Linked DNA regions of Mus musculus: all the other regions are linked to region 3. Evidence: chromatin contacts called from public Hi-C and promoter capture Hi-C data. All regions are on one chromosome and are shown on one strand. The core of a region is the stretch at or near the end of the contact, and the rest is flanking DNA. Distances in the headings are between cores, read along the strand shown.

Region 1 (2,700 bases), core at 116-2,615, 540 kb before region 3:
GGGAGAGAGTGAGATTCTTGCTTGGGAAACCTGGCCGTGATTGAGAAAAGGACAAGGCAAGCACAGAGGCCAGCCGTGGCTAGCTAGACAGCATCTAGGAGACAGAAAAGAATCTTCCTAACTGGCAAGTGTCTGGGAGTTGACAGCACCTCAGTGTTGGGATATGAGGCGAGGTCAAGGCTTCCAGCCTGAGTACTCAGGTGCAGAGTGGGTCATCCTAAAACCAGGAAAGCCAGAGAGGGTATCCTGTGCCCTCTCTGTGGAAGAAAGGCTGTGGGTGTAACATGGGGGCAGAATACGGCTTGACGCCGGTAAAGAAGGAATCTAGAGGGATCAGAGGGCACCAGAAAAGATGGGAGGCAGGCTTAGTAGCAACTCCGTGAAGCCCTACAGGGGGCACAGGGAGGGCATTCAGAAGAAAGAAAGGCTGAGACCAGGGCAGGGAGCAGCAGACCCATCAGGACATCAGTCAGCGCCTTGATCAATGAGTTAAAGAACAGGAAAAGAAGGGGAGACTTTAGCAATTGTGCCTAATCTTTTGAAATCCCAAGACTCCTCTGACATCAGTGTAGTTCATGCTAGACCATGCAATTGGGTTTTTAAGGAAATCACAAAAAAATAGCTAACGTTTTAATGAAGCTGTCTTTGGCTGCATGGAGCATGGGCACTACAGATTGGACATGCCAGAATGACCCACTGAAGCCCCACCATGGAGGTGGGGACAGAGCAGCTCCCCACATGCAGGAGTCAAGGTTCAGCTTACCCATCTGCCACCTGGGGACTCTTCCCCCGCCCCAACCCCACTTCATTGCTCTTGTGTATAAAGAACAGACAGGTTTGTCATCCCAAAACTCAGGCTTGCCACATGTCTAGACAGACAGAGCCTGGGTAGATGGATCCTAGAAAGTGAAAACCAAAGAAAGACCATCTCCCACTAAATGCTCAAAACCCTGGGAGACCTATTGCCTACTACCAGGAGGCTGGCGGGATTGAGGCTCCTGAGTGTGCAGGCAGAACCTGTTGTGTGCTGTGTAGGAAAGGATGGGAAGGGATCCAGAGGTCTCTGGTCCACTGTGGGATTGCTTCCCTTTGAAGCATCTAACTGGTTCAAGGCTGTGGTAGAGGAAAAGTTATACCACCCCTCTGTCTTCTCAGCCTTCCAGCCACACAAGGGATAAGAAAGTTGGATCCCTGAGGCAACAGGCAGATAGGATTAAGGGGCTCAAAAATCCCTGGAGGAAAAACACCTGCATCTCAAATGCCCCAGGGTGATTTTGTTTTCTTTCCTGCAAAACCCCCACCTTAACATAACAATCAATTAGCACTCTATTGTCCTAGGACTGAGTGGGTGCAGCAGAGTCCAGCATGAGTCTGGCTGTCATAAAACAGCCGCAACCTGAGGCTGATTTGAGAACACTTGGCTTCAGCCCATCCCTCGCAGCCCAACAGGAGCAGAGATTCAAAGCTGTTGCTGACACTTGGCTCCTGGTACCAGCTGGCACCACACTCAGCTCCTGTCCTTGGAGAAGTGCACGTGCCAAGCCCCTACCATCAGGGAACACAGGAACTAAGGGCAAGTGTGGAGAATGGGGCACGGTGGAGCCAGCAGCAACTCAGCACAGAGGATGTGAAGGACACAGGGAGGCAGAGTCTGGAGCCCTAGAAAGCAAACACTGCCAGCTGGCCTGGGTAGGCAGCAGCTTGCAGCCTTTAGGGGGCCCCTTGGGCCCCTGAGTGCTGGACAATGCACATAGCATTGATGCCATTGGTTTAAGATGTGCAGAGGTCTGGGGAGAAGAGGAGTGAGACAGCCCTGAGTCTGCACATCCTCTCTGACCTTACGGAGCTGAGTAACCCCGGACAAGTTGTTTAATCTCTCTGAGCCTTTGTTTCCACCTCTGTAAACCTGGAGTCTGGGGCTGGGGTATAGATTAGTTGAGAGAGCACTGGCTAACGTGCTCAATGCTCCAAATTCAATCCCCCAGTATGGTGTAAACTGGCACAGTAGCACATGCTTGTACTCCTAGCATTCGGGAGATATGTGTAAGAAACCCAGCAGTCCAAGATCATCCTTGACTATATATAATTTCAGGACCAGCCTGGACTACATGAAACCCAGCCTCAGAAAAATAAAAATGTAAGCTGGATACGGTGGCTCACATCTTTAATCCCAGCACTTGAGGAGCAGAGGCAGATAAAACCCTGCGAGTTCAAGACCAGCCTGGGTCTTCATAGTTAAGGTTCAAGTGAGCCAGAGCTATAGAATGAGATAGAATGAGACCCTACCCCAAAATACATACAAGAGGTTGGAGCGATGACTTAGTGGTTAAGAACACTGGTTGCTTTTACAGAAGACCTGGGTTCAGTTCTCAGAATCCACATGGCAGCTCACACCATCTATAACTTCAGTTCCAAGGAATCTGATATTTTCTTCTGGAAACAGGCACACATATGGAATGGAGAGAGAGAGAGAGGGGGGGAGAGAGAGAGAGAGAGAGAGAGAGAGAGAGAGAGAGAGAGAGAGAGAGAGAGAGAGAGTGTGTGTGTTCAAGAAAAATACTTAAATACATAAATGAACTCTTTTGTAAAGTAAGAAGCTAAAATCCTGTGGTAAAGGATTTTGAAAGAAAACACCCACAAATAAGCCATTTGTCCTCTCTCCCAGTGACCACCCCAATGCCTGACAGCCTTGCTCAGTGG
Region 2 (2,700 bases), core at 18-2,517, 510 kb before region 3:
GGAAGTACTGGCTTGTGTTCTGGTCCGTTGCCTCTCAGGAAAGGAATTTGGTTTTATAAACGGAGACTATGCAGCAAGCCCAAAATCTTTTTAAAAACAACATCCTTATCTCTTAGCCAGGGCCCAAAGACTGGGGCCCCACTTCCATCAAAGAGACAGCTTTCTGGGGAGAGATTAAATGTGGAATTCACAAAAGAAACAAGAATGAACTGGCAGCAGGCCAGGGGGAAACACAGTAGCCAAACACATCATGACGTGTCCATTAAACACCTACAGTGAAGCCCTGGATCTTGCAGACTCTGAACTATCTGCTGCGAACGGTACTGTCATTTGGAAGCCTCCTCTGTCCTAAAGTGACACTCCCACCCCCCGCCATGAGGCTACAGGGAGGATCTTACCAACACCATGGTAAGGAGACATCTGCCTGTTCTCCTTCGTCTTTGGCACAGATGTCTCAAGATTGGAGAGAAAACCAAATGTGAAGGTTTGGAGCTCTGCTCTCCCAGGCAAGAGTGCTTGTCAAATCAAGTTCCATTCTGCCAAGCAATGGCTTACAAATTTGACCATTTTAATATGGAGCTGCTAGCTGGGGCCACTCAGACACAGCAGCTAGTCCCAAAGCCTGGTGTCAGGGCACAACAAGCAACTGCCCTTTGGAGTTACTCCCCTTTCCAGTGTTGGGAGGCTCTGTCCACTGTTAGATGGCTCCCCTGAGGGAAGTGTACCTCCCTCCTGGTCCCCTCCCCACACTACCTAAAACCACAGCTGAGTATGTCTTGGTGTTGTAGGTCCCTGAACAGGGCTTTCTTAGCTGTCAACCCATAAATGCTGCCCACTGCCAGCCTGGAGTATGTCACTCTCTCAGGTTGGAGTTAGAAATGATCTATGCAAACTCCAGCTCTTAAATAACCTGAGTAACTGTATTTCCATCATTCTGATTGACCAGAATCTGCCTCTGCTGGCTTCTCGAAGATTCCACCTTTAACTCTGAGCTAAATAAATTTTAGAACTCTAGCGTCTAACTTACTGATCAACTCCAGGATACTGAATCCCACTTTGCCAAATTCCACAGCCTGGGTCTACCCTCCAGCCCTGTTTGGAAATTTGCCCTCCTGCCTGTGCTCGACACCTGTCCAGTCCTGGCCTAGTGTCCTGGGGCAGCATCTCTTACCTGGATGCACACTAGGCGAAGGAGCTGTCCTGACAGTCACCGGCTGGCAGAGACACTGCTCCAAGGAGCCTCATGGCTGTTATTTACAGAGACCAGCTGCAGTCCAGCTCAGAGAGAAACCCTGCCTGGGATGTCAGACAGCCCAGCGAATCTGCTGGAGGCTGCAGCCTTATCTGCAAGAGCTTCCTGCCTGAAACCATCAGCTGTCCTGCAGGGCCCTGTGGAGTGTGGGAACTCGGCCCCTGCTGCCAAAGGGGTGTCTGGGGAGCCCAGCCAACCCCACCCCAAACATTCTCTCTCAATTTTGGTTTTCTTTCCTGTTTTGCTTTCTTTTCTTTTTCTTCGAATAAGTGCATGTGCCAAACATGGGGGTGCATGCCAGTAATCCCTGCATTCTGAAGACTAAAGCAGGAGGATTGCTGTGAGTTAAAGGCCAGCCTAGACTATGTAGCAAGTTCAAGGCCAGCCAGGTAGGAGTGCATACTGAGACTGTGTATGAATCTCTGCATACACATGCACCTGCTTACACACACACACACACACACACACACACACACTACAAGTCATTCCCACACAGCAAGCTGGAGAGATCAACAAGAGTTCTGTGCTATAGCAAAACAGACTCCAAAAGCTACCCACTGTGGAGTTCCATCTATAAAATACTCCTGAGAGAGCTGGGCAGTGGTGGCGCACGCCTGTAATCCCAGCACTTGGGAGGCAGAGGCAGGCAGATTTCTGAGTTCGAGGCCAGCCTGGTCTACAAAGTGAGTTCCAAGACAGCCAGGGCTACAAAGAGAAACCCTGTCTTGAAAAACAAACAAACAAACAAACAAACAAACCAAAAACAAACAAACAAACAAACTACTCCTGAGAGCCTGTTAGGAGGTTGATCGGGGGAGCACAAGCACGCTAACACCCTCAAAGAAACAACAGTCGTCCTCCATCAGGGAAGCTGTACTGCTGGCGTGTAGCTTCAGGACAACTCTGTAGATCCATGAGGGAAGAAGCCAGATCAGTCAAACCAACTTCACGATCAATGGAGTGTGTGATGTTGCAGCCATATTGCCCTTACAACCTGTTCATATAAGACTCTTAAAGTGATAAAACTATAAAAATCAAGGACAGATCAGTGATTGGCTAGGACACTGTGTGCCTCAAGGGTGACATGGCTTGGCCTGCTTATGTTGGAATCTGGGTTGCAGTGCTGTGCCAGACTTTCCACTGGGGAAACTGGGCTCAAGGGAACCCTCTGGAATGTTTTCTACAACTGCATGTCAATCTATAATCTCCTCTAAATAAAGCTTAGCTTTTATGTTTTGTTTCTCAAACAGAGCCTCATGTAGCTCTCCTCAAAATCAATAGAAATGGCTTTAGCTCATTCACATTTCCGAAGTTCACAGAAGTACACAAAGCTAACCAAGAGTTCCAAGAATCCTTCCTAAGACCTACCCAAACATTGAGCGATGGTAGCGTATGCTTTTAATCCCAGCAGTCAGGAGGCAGGGGTAGGCGGACCTCTAAGTTCCATG
Region 3 (2,909 bases), core at 329-2,828:
CACCAAGCAGCAAACTCAGGGGAGACGGAAATCAGGAGAACCTGTTCACAGTGGGCACAGCCATCTTCTCACTTATTCTTTGGGTCTTGTTCTGTATGTGGGGGTTCTAGCTGGCCACTGTCAGGTGGCTCCATGTAGGTCTGTTGCCTGTCTTACAGGGGTTGACTCATTGTGGGACTTCAAGAAAATGCTTATACGATCAACAGGGAATGATGGGACTCAGTCTGCGGTGTGAGAAGCAGGTACTTTTTACTAGACTCTGACTTAAGTAACCCCTGTCACAGAGCCCTCATTCCTCTTCCCAGAAGACACCCCTGCAGCCTGGGCCCAGAAATGTGTGTGTATTAATGTCTAAATCTTGTGGTTTTCAAGGTTTATCTCTAGAGATCTCAAAGGTCACACCAGTGTCATAACTGCTCTGTGCAAGAGCTGACATCAGGCCATAACCAAGTCTTTTCTTGAGCAACTCCAAGTTCTTAGGTCAGTGCCTCTCAGGACAGGCATAAACCAGAATGAATTGGAGCATCCTGTATAGGTAGTGAGGTTAGCAGACCACAGCTTTCTTGGGGGTGGGAGTGGAGGTGGGGGTAGGGGTGGGGGCAGGGGTGGGGGCAAGGTTAGGGTAGGGTAGGATGGGGCTGCTGCCCTATGTCTATTCTGACAAGGTCCTTGCCCATTCCCACTTGGCCCACACCCGCCCAGCACCATCTGCCTGCTCCCGGCTGGCACTCTGTCAGCTTCACGGCACTGCAATGAGCTTGGAAAGCTGGTGCATGGCTTAGCAGAGAGAGAATCTAAAATCCTTCCTCTGCCCACACGCCCCCCCATAGACCCCCCTACTCCCCCTCCTTGCTCCCCTCCACAACCAATTTATCTGCCAGTCCAGCCTACAAGCAGAGCTGGGGCCAAATTGGCTGCTTGCCCATGCTTATCAGACTCTGTGACCAGATGGCAGGAGAGCGGCCCATGGCAGGCAGGACAGGGCTGGGAAGTCCCTGTGTGCAGAGAGTGCTCACTGGGGAGGCATGAGGCCAGAAGGTTTTCTAAGTTGCAAAGGAGGTAAGGGGGAGAGGGACACTTTATCCCTGAGGGAGTCAATGGACTGTGGAGTATGTTTATGTAAACACATGGACACATGTATGCACATATGTGCCCTTATGTGGTTTTATACATTTGGGTGTATGCATGGTACGTGTACTTTTGCACACGTGAATCGCTTGTGCATCTATGCACACATGTGTATATTCCTGGTGCTGTAGAGAAAAAGCAGGAGGTGGGACTGGGAATGTCCTGTGCATCCGAAGTCCTAGAGGTGTGCCACTCATGGCCTGCCCTGGCACTGGTGTGCATAGTCGGCTGCAGGCTTGACTGCTTGGCTCGTTTCAGCCAGCTGGACTGGCTACACTGGAGACTGCACAGCCTAAGCAGAGGCCAGCTTCTCTGGCTGGGGAGGGACTCCCAGCTGCTGGCCAGAGGCAGCATGCATATTAATTCATTGATTCATTCCAGATTCTGCAGGTGTTCTCTCCAAGCCCACACCTCTGGAAAGTAGGACACTGTGAGAACTGAGAGGAGGCTGGCTTGCCACGGCGCAGAGAAAGGGAGTATTCAAGGTCGCTTGCGGGAGACGCATTGACTCACTCCTAGGTGATCTTTCAGGGGATTGGGTGAGGAAGGCCCAGCTTCCTGGCCTCCCTGGTACCACTCTTAGCAGGTTACCCTACCCCATTGATGACACCAACCCCCAGAGTCTGTTCATGTCCTTTCCGCCCTGTGCCAATCCCTGGGTGGTTTTGGCCTCTCCCTGGTAAGTGCTCCATCTTTGCCCAGAGCTCTGTTTTCTCTTCAGATCTCCCAGGCTGTACCCACTGCTCCCCAAGGCCTCTGTGCTGTACCCTGGTGGAGATTCACAGACCACCCAAAACCTGCAGCCTGGGCCATTCCCAACTTTCTCCCCTGCTTCTGTATTCGGTCTCTGGAAGCCTAACTCCTTTCCACCAGGCCTCGACCACTGCCCGTGGCACCTGCACCTCATCCTCTGGTCTTCCACAGCCAGGTCCCAGGCTTCAGGTTTTGCTCATCGCCGTGACACTTTAGGAACCACATTTTATCCATTCTCCAAACTGTCCCAGGTAAGGACTCTTCCTTCTGGTACAGCTAGAATCCGTCTACCTGGTGCTTAAAGCCTGTGCACAGAGCTCCATAAACTTCATGAATGCCCTGCTCTGAGGCCTCTCAGGCCACTCTCTGACTCCCTCCATGATGCTCACATGCTCCCTTCACTGTGCTCCACCAACTCCAGTGTGGTCCACATGAACCGACCAGGACCCACATTCAGTCCTGCCAGGCTCCCACTGAGCCTCTCACTCAGCCTCAGCACCTCATCCTGCTCCAGCCTTCTTTTCACATTACACAGGCTTCCTCCTTGACCTTTACAGGATCAAAATTGTCTTATGTTACCCCCTCTCTGTGTGCTAGGGGGTGACAAGGTATTTGTATTTCAACCACAAAAGTGTGCTGCATACTGCTGCCCCTCCACCGCATTCACACAGGATATACCTGTCCCTGCCCCCCAAACTCAGGCTCAAGGCTCTGTCTGGCGATAGAACTGCCTTCTTCCCCTTGGCCTGTCTCTGACCACTGAACTTCCTGATCTGTCTGAGGCATCATAAAGTACCTCTCTCTGGGAAAGAGAGACACTTGATGTCCATGCTTATGCATTTCTCTCCTGTCCCCTCAACTAGAGGGGATTTGTTCTCTGCTCTACAATAACCCATTACTGGTGTGAACACGCCTAACTTCAGGGCTGTTTTCACTGAACTTAAGTTGCCTTAAAATTTCTCTCACCCTGATGTACCTACAGATTCTATATGTTCTATTCAAAATGTAGATCCCAGCTGCTTCCATGT
Region 4 (2,700 bases), core at 175-2,674, 750 kb after region 3:
ACATAATTCTAAATGTTGATTTAACCCTCTTACTATGTCTTCTTAAAAAGTGTGGGGATGATATAGAGAAAGGATTTTCTAGACACTTATGAATAATTAACCAGGAAGACAATGTCAGTCAGTAACTGTTCCTATTCTCTCTCCAGGTTATGGTTCTATAAAAAGGGTACCACATGGGGCTGTGTAATGGGGCTTGAGTCCCATTGAGGACAAATTCCTATCACAATTGAGGTGTGCTGGCTACTGTCCCATCTTTTTCTAAATCAGAGTTCTCTGACTTTAAGATTATATATTTCAGTATACTGATAGTCATTTTTTTTTCTATGTTAGAGGACATATCTGATACTCTCTGGGTAGGTGTGGCCAGTGGCTGTTCTTAAAGAGGTTCTGTGTTTTCTTGATGATAAATAGGTAGAAAAACAGAAGGCAGAGTGGCCAGGGGTTTCAGACCCCAGTAAGCAGCAGTTAGCTTCCCTGGCAGCAGAGGACTGTGCCCTGGGATCAGAATGGTCTCTGAGAACTTCTGGATGTCCCCTGAATCTGCATGTCTCTCCAGTTAAGCACTATTTAAGACATTTAAAAATTATTTTTCTGTCATGGTTCTTCAAGACCAGTGTTCACAGCCAGAGAGCAATATGTACCACCAAAAATTATTTTCTTTTATTATCACAAAGACAAGACCAGGTTATAGCAAGAAGACCGGGGTGTTTTGTCTCACAATCTAAGAAGCAGAGAGTATGAAATGAGATTACTTATTCCTCATTTCCTTTCTTACTCATATTCCCATTGTAATGAGAAAAAATATACCGATAAAGCGAAGCACTTTGTTTAACAAACTTTACATCCTTAACTATAAAAGCCTAAAATAACCCCCCTACTGCTGTCCATGGCTGCTGTTAGGAAAGCAAGAAGGGCCATCGAACAGTGTCCTTTAAAACCTCCCCTGGCCTGCCAGAAGCACTTCAGTGTTGACAGCCAAGCCATTGCCTCCCCCTAGGGAGCTGAGGGCCGTTTCCATGGAAACCCAGCCCATCTCTTCTGTGGTTTCAAAAACCCAAGCTGTGCACACAGACTGCCTCTGATTGTCCCACGTGGGCCTCCCTTCCTGGGAAGATGTGCTCCTAGAGGGATGGTTACCAGCGTGACAGGAAAAGTGGATTCCACACACCTCCCCCAGGCCCGGAGTGGAGGAGAGGCCTGAGAGGCAGGGCCCTTTTTTAGAGGAATCTTCATCTCCTCACTTGAGGCTGCAGAAAATTGTGGTTTTGAATATTGAAATTTCTTAAGGCTGGGAAATTTTATATGTAAATCTATGAGTTTAAGAAAGCCTTAAAGTCTTGAATAGTCAGATAGGAATAAATGCCTGGGAGGGCAGGTGAAGCAGCCCCAGCTCCCTCTCTCGGCCCAAAGGTGCCACCTGCTGGTAGAGAGTGGCAGGCAGCAAGCGCTTCAGCAGTTAGGAGCTCAAACAGTGCAGGGGGAGAGGAGCAATCAGTGGGCCTGCCCTTCTCTGCTCCTCTCAGAGAGGCTCTCTAGCCCCACAGCTACCGTCCTGGCTGTGAGCAGGCCCACAGCCTCATGGCTAACAGGTGGTCTCACCTGGCCGAGTTCCTGAAAGCAAACCTTCTGCAAAACAATGACAACCCTGAAAGTGAGAAAATTATTTTTTTCTTTTGTGGTAGGAAGAGTGCATCTTGAACCTCTTTCTTACTAGGTGACAAATTATACCTTTGTAAAGGACAGCCTAACACGTAGAACTTGCTGCAAAGGTTTTGTAGGTGGGGGTAGGAGGAGCCAATTATCGTTGTTCTTTCTTGGATATAAGACCTCATTTTCATTTGAGCTTACTCTTGTTAAAGGAATAAACTCTCAATTAACTTTCACTAGGTTTTAAATTAGGAAGAGCTTTAAAATCTCCCTACAGTAGAAAATAAGGCCGAGTGTAGGTCATTGGTGAGTAGGAAACACAGAGTCTCTTGAAACACCTCCAACCAGAACTGTTATTCCTTTCAGTATCTCTCAGGATGGTTTCTCTCAGGTGAGTGCCTCAGCATTGGCAAAATCAACCACTGAACAAGCCTACTGAATCACTTCTCAGGAAATATTCTCTTAGCTATTGAGTGACAGGCCTTATCATCACACAGGACGTGAAGGCTAACACAGTTAATCTGTTCAAACCCAGTCCCCAGTCAGGGATAGAGCTGTTATTGACAAGTAGGTTTCATTCAAACAATCTCAGCCTTATTCTGTAGCCAATGGCTATTTCAAAGGTCCACCTCCTCCTGCGTGGACCTGAGCACTCCACAGACACCTCCACTGCCCTGACATTCAGGTGGCTTTGCTCCTCCCCTAACACAGGCCATAAATTAAACTCTACCCTTACATGTGGTGTGGAAGATATTGACCTCTATCCCTGAGACCGAGATGCACATTCCCTTTCATGGGGCCAGAGGGAAATTAGAAAATTTCTAAACCCTGAAACTTGCTTATGCATCCAAGTGTGGCAATCTGCCATTCGCACATTTGAAACTGGTCCAGTTCCTGTGTGCCCACCTGCTCCTTGGCACTGTGTCATCCAGTCTGGAGAAAGCACATCTGTGAGTGACTAGTCTGCCAGCCACAGTGTACCAGGCTTGTGGGCTAGCCTCATTTTTGTGCACGGGTAGCCTTCCAGTCTCACCTCTATACTTAGCTAACGTG

What was found. Promoter capture Hi-C pulls out the DNA fragments that hold promoters and counts their contacts. A called contact is a pair of places that touch in the nucleus more often than the background predicts.
Region 1: a contact with region 3 is called in a Hi-C map of cerebellar granule neurons, with 2.2 times the contacts expected there. The contact joins two enhancer-like sites. A contact is called at or near these places in 12 of 484 Hi-C or Micro-C datasets (the N1E-115 cell line, cerebellar granule neurons, cerebellum and 8 more) and 1 of 9 other capture datasets (embryonic stem cells).
Region 2: a contact with region 3 is called in a promoter capture Hi-C map of hippocampal neurons, with 2.7 times the contacts expected there. The contact joins the promoter of Colec11 here to the enhancer-like site in region 3. A contact is called at or near these places in 4 of 39 promoter capture datasets (the 3T3-L1 cell line, embryonic stem cells, hippocampal neurons and 1 more), 1 of 484 Hi-C or Micro-C datasets (embryonic stem cells), 3 of 115 datasets of contacts at active chromatin or transcription factors (SST interneurons, epiblast stem cells and stem cell-derived neural progenitor cells) and 1 of 9 other capture datasets (embryonic stem cells).
Region 4: a Hi-C map of the N1E-115 cell line shows a contact between it and region 3, with 2.6 times the contacts expected there. The contact joins two enhancer-like sites. A contact is called at or near these places in 4 of 484 Hi-C or Micro-C datasets (the N1E-115 cell line, cerebellar granule neurons, neural progenitor cells and 1 more) and 2 of 115 datasets of contacts at active chromatin or transcription factors (astrocytes and bone marrow-derived dendritic cells).

What each region holds. Positions count from the first base shown.
Region 1 is chr12:28,600,921-28,603,620 of GRCm38.p6, forward strand. All of the region lies in intron 3 of Colec11 (collectin sub-family member 11), which reads right to left. Among named protein-coding and RNA genes, the nearest start is that of Allc, 20 kb to the left of the region's middle. Within about 2 kb of position 1,366, at least 25 of the 459 cell types and tissues checked have an H3K27ac peak or open chromatin away from gene starts, as enhancers often do. A contact at or near this core is called in cerebellar granule neurons, cerebellum and cerebral cortex, where this site is marked.
Region 2 is chr12:28,622,063-28,624,762 of GRCm38.p6, forward strand. Colec11 (collectin sub-family member 11) reads right to left here and starts at 1,268. Exons shown (of 7, transcript NM_027866.2): 1 at 1,172-1,268.
Region 3 is chr12:29,136,208-29,139,116 of GRCm38.p6, forward strand. No RefSeq gene overlaps it. Among named protein-coding and RNA genes, the nearest start is that of Gm31333, 4.3 kb to the right of the region's middle. Within about 2 kb of position 1,579, at least 70 of the 459 cell types and tissues checked have an H3K27ac peak or open chromatin away from gene starts, as enhancers often do. A contact at or near this core is called in the N1E-115 cell line, SST interneurons, cerebellar granule neurons and 5 more, where this site is marked.
Region 4 is chr12:29,881,982-29,884,681 of GRCm38.p6, forward strand. The region is part of intron 18 of Myt1l (myelin transcription factor 1-like); the gene reads left to right. Among named protein-coding and RNA genes, the nearest start is that of Gm46346, 32 kb to the right of the region's middle. Within about 2 kb of position 1,425, at least 80 of the 459 cell types and tissues checked have an H3K27ac peak or open chromatin away from gene starts, as enhancers often do. A contact at or near this core is called in the N1E-115 cell line, cerebellar granule neurons, neural progenitor cells and 1 more, where this site is marked.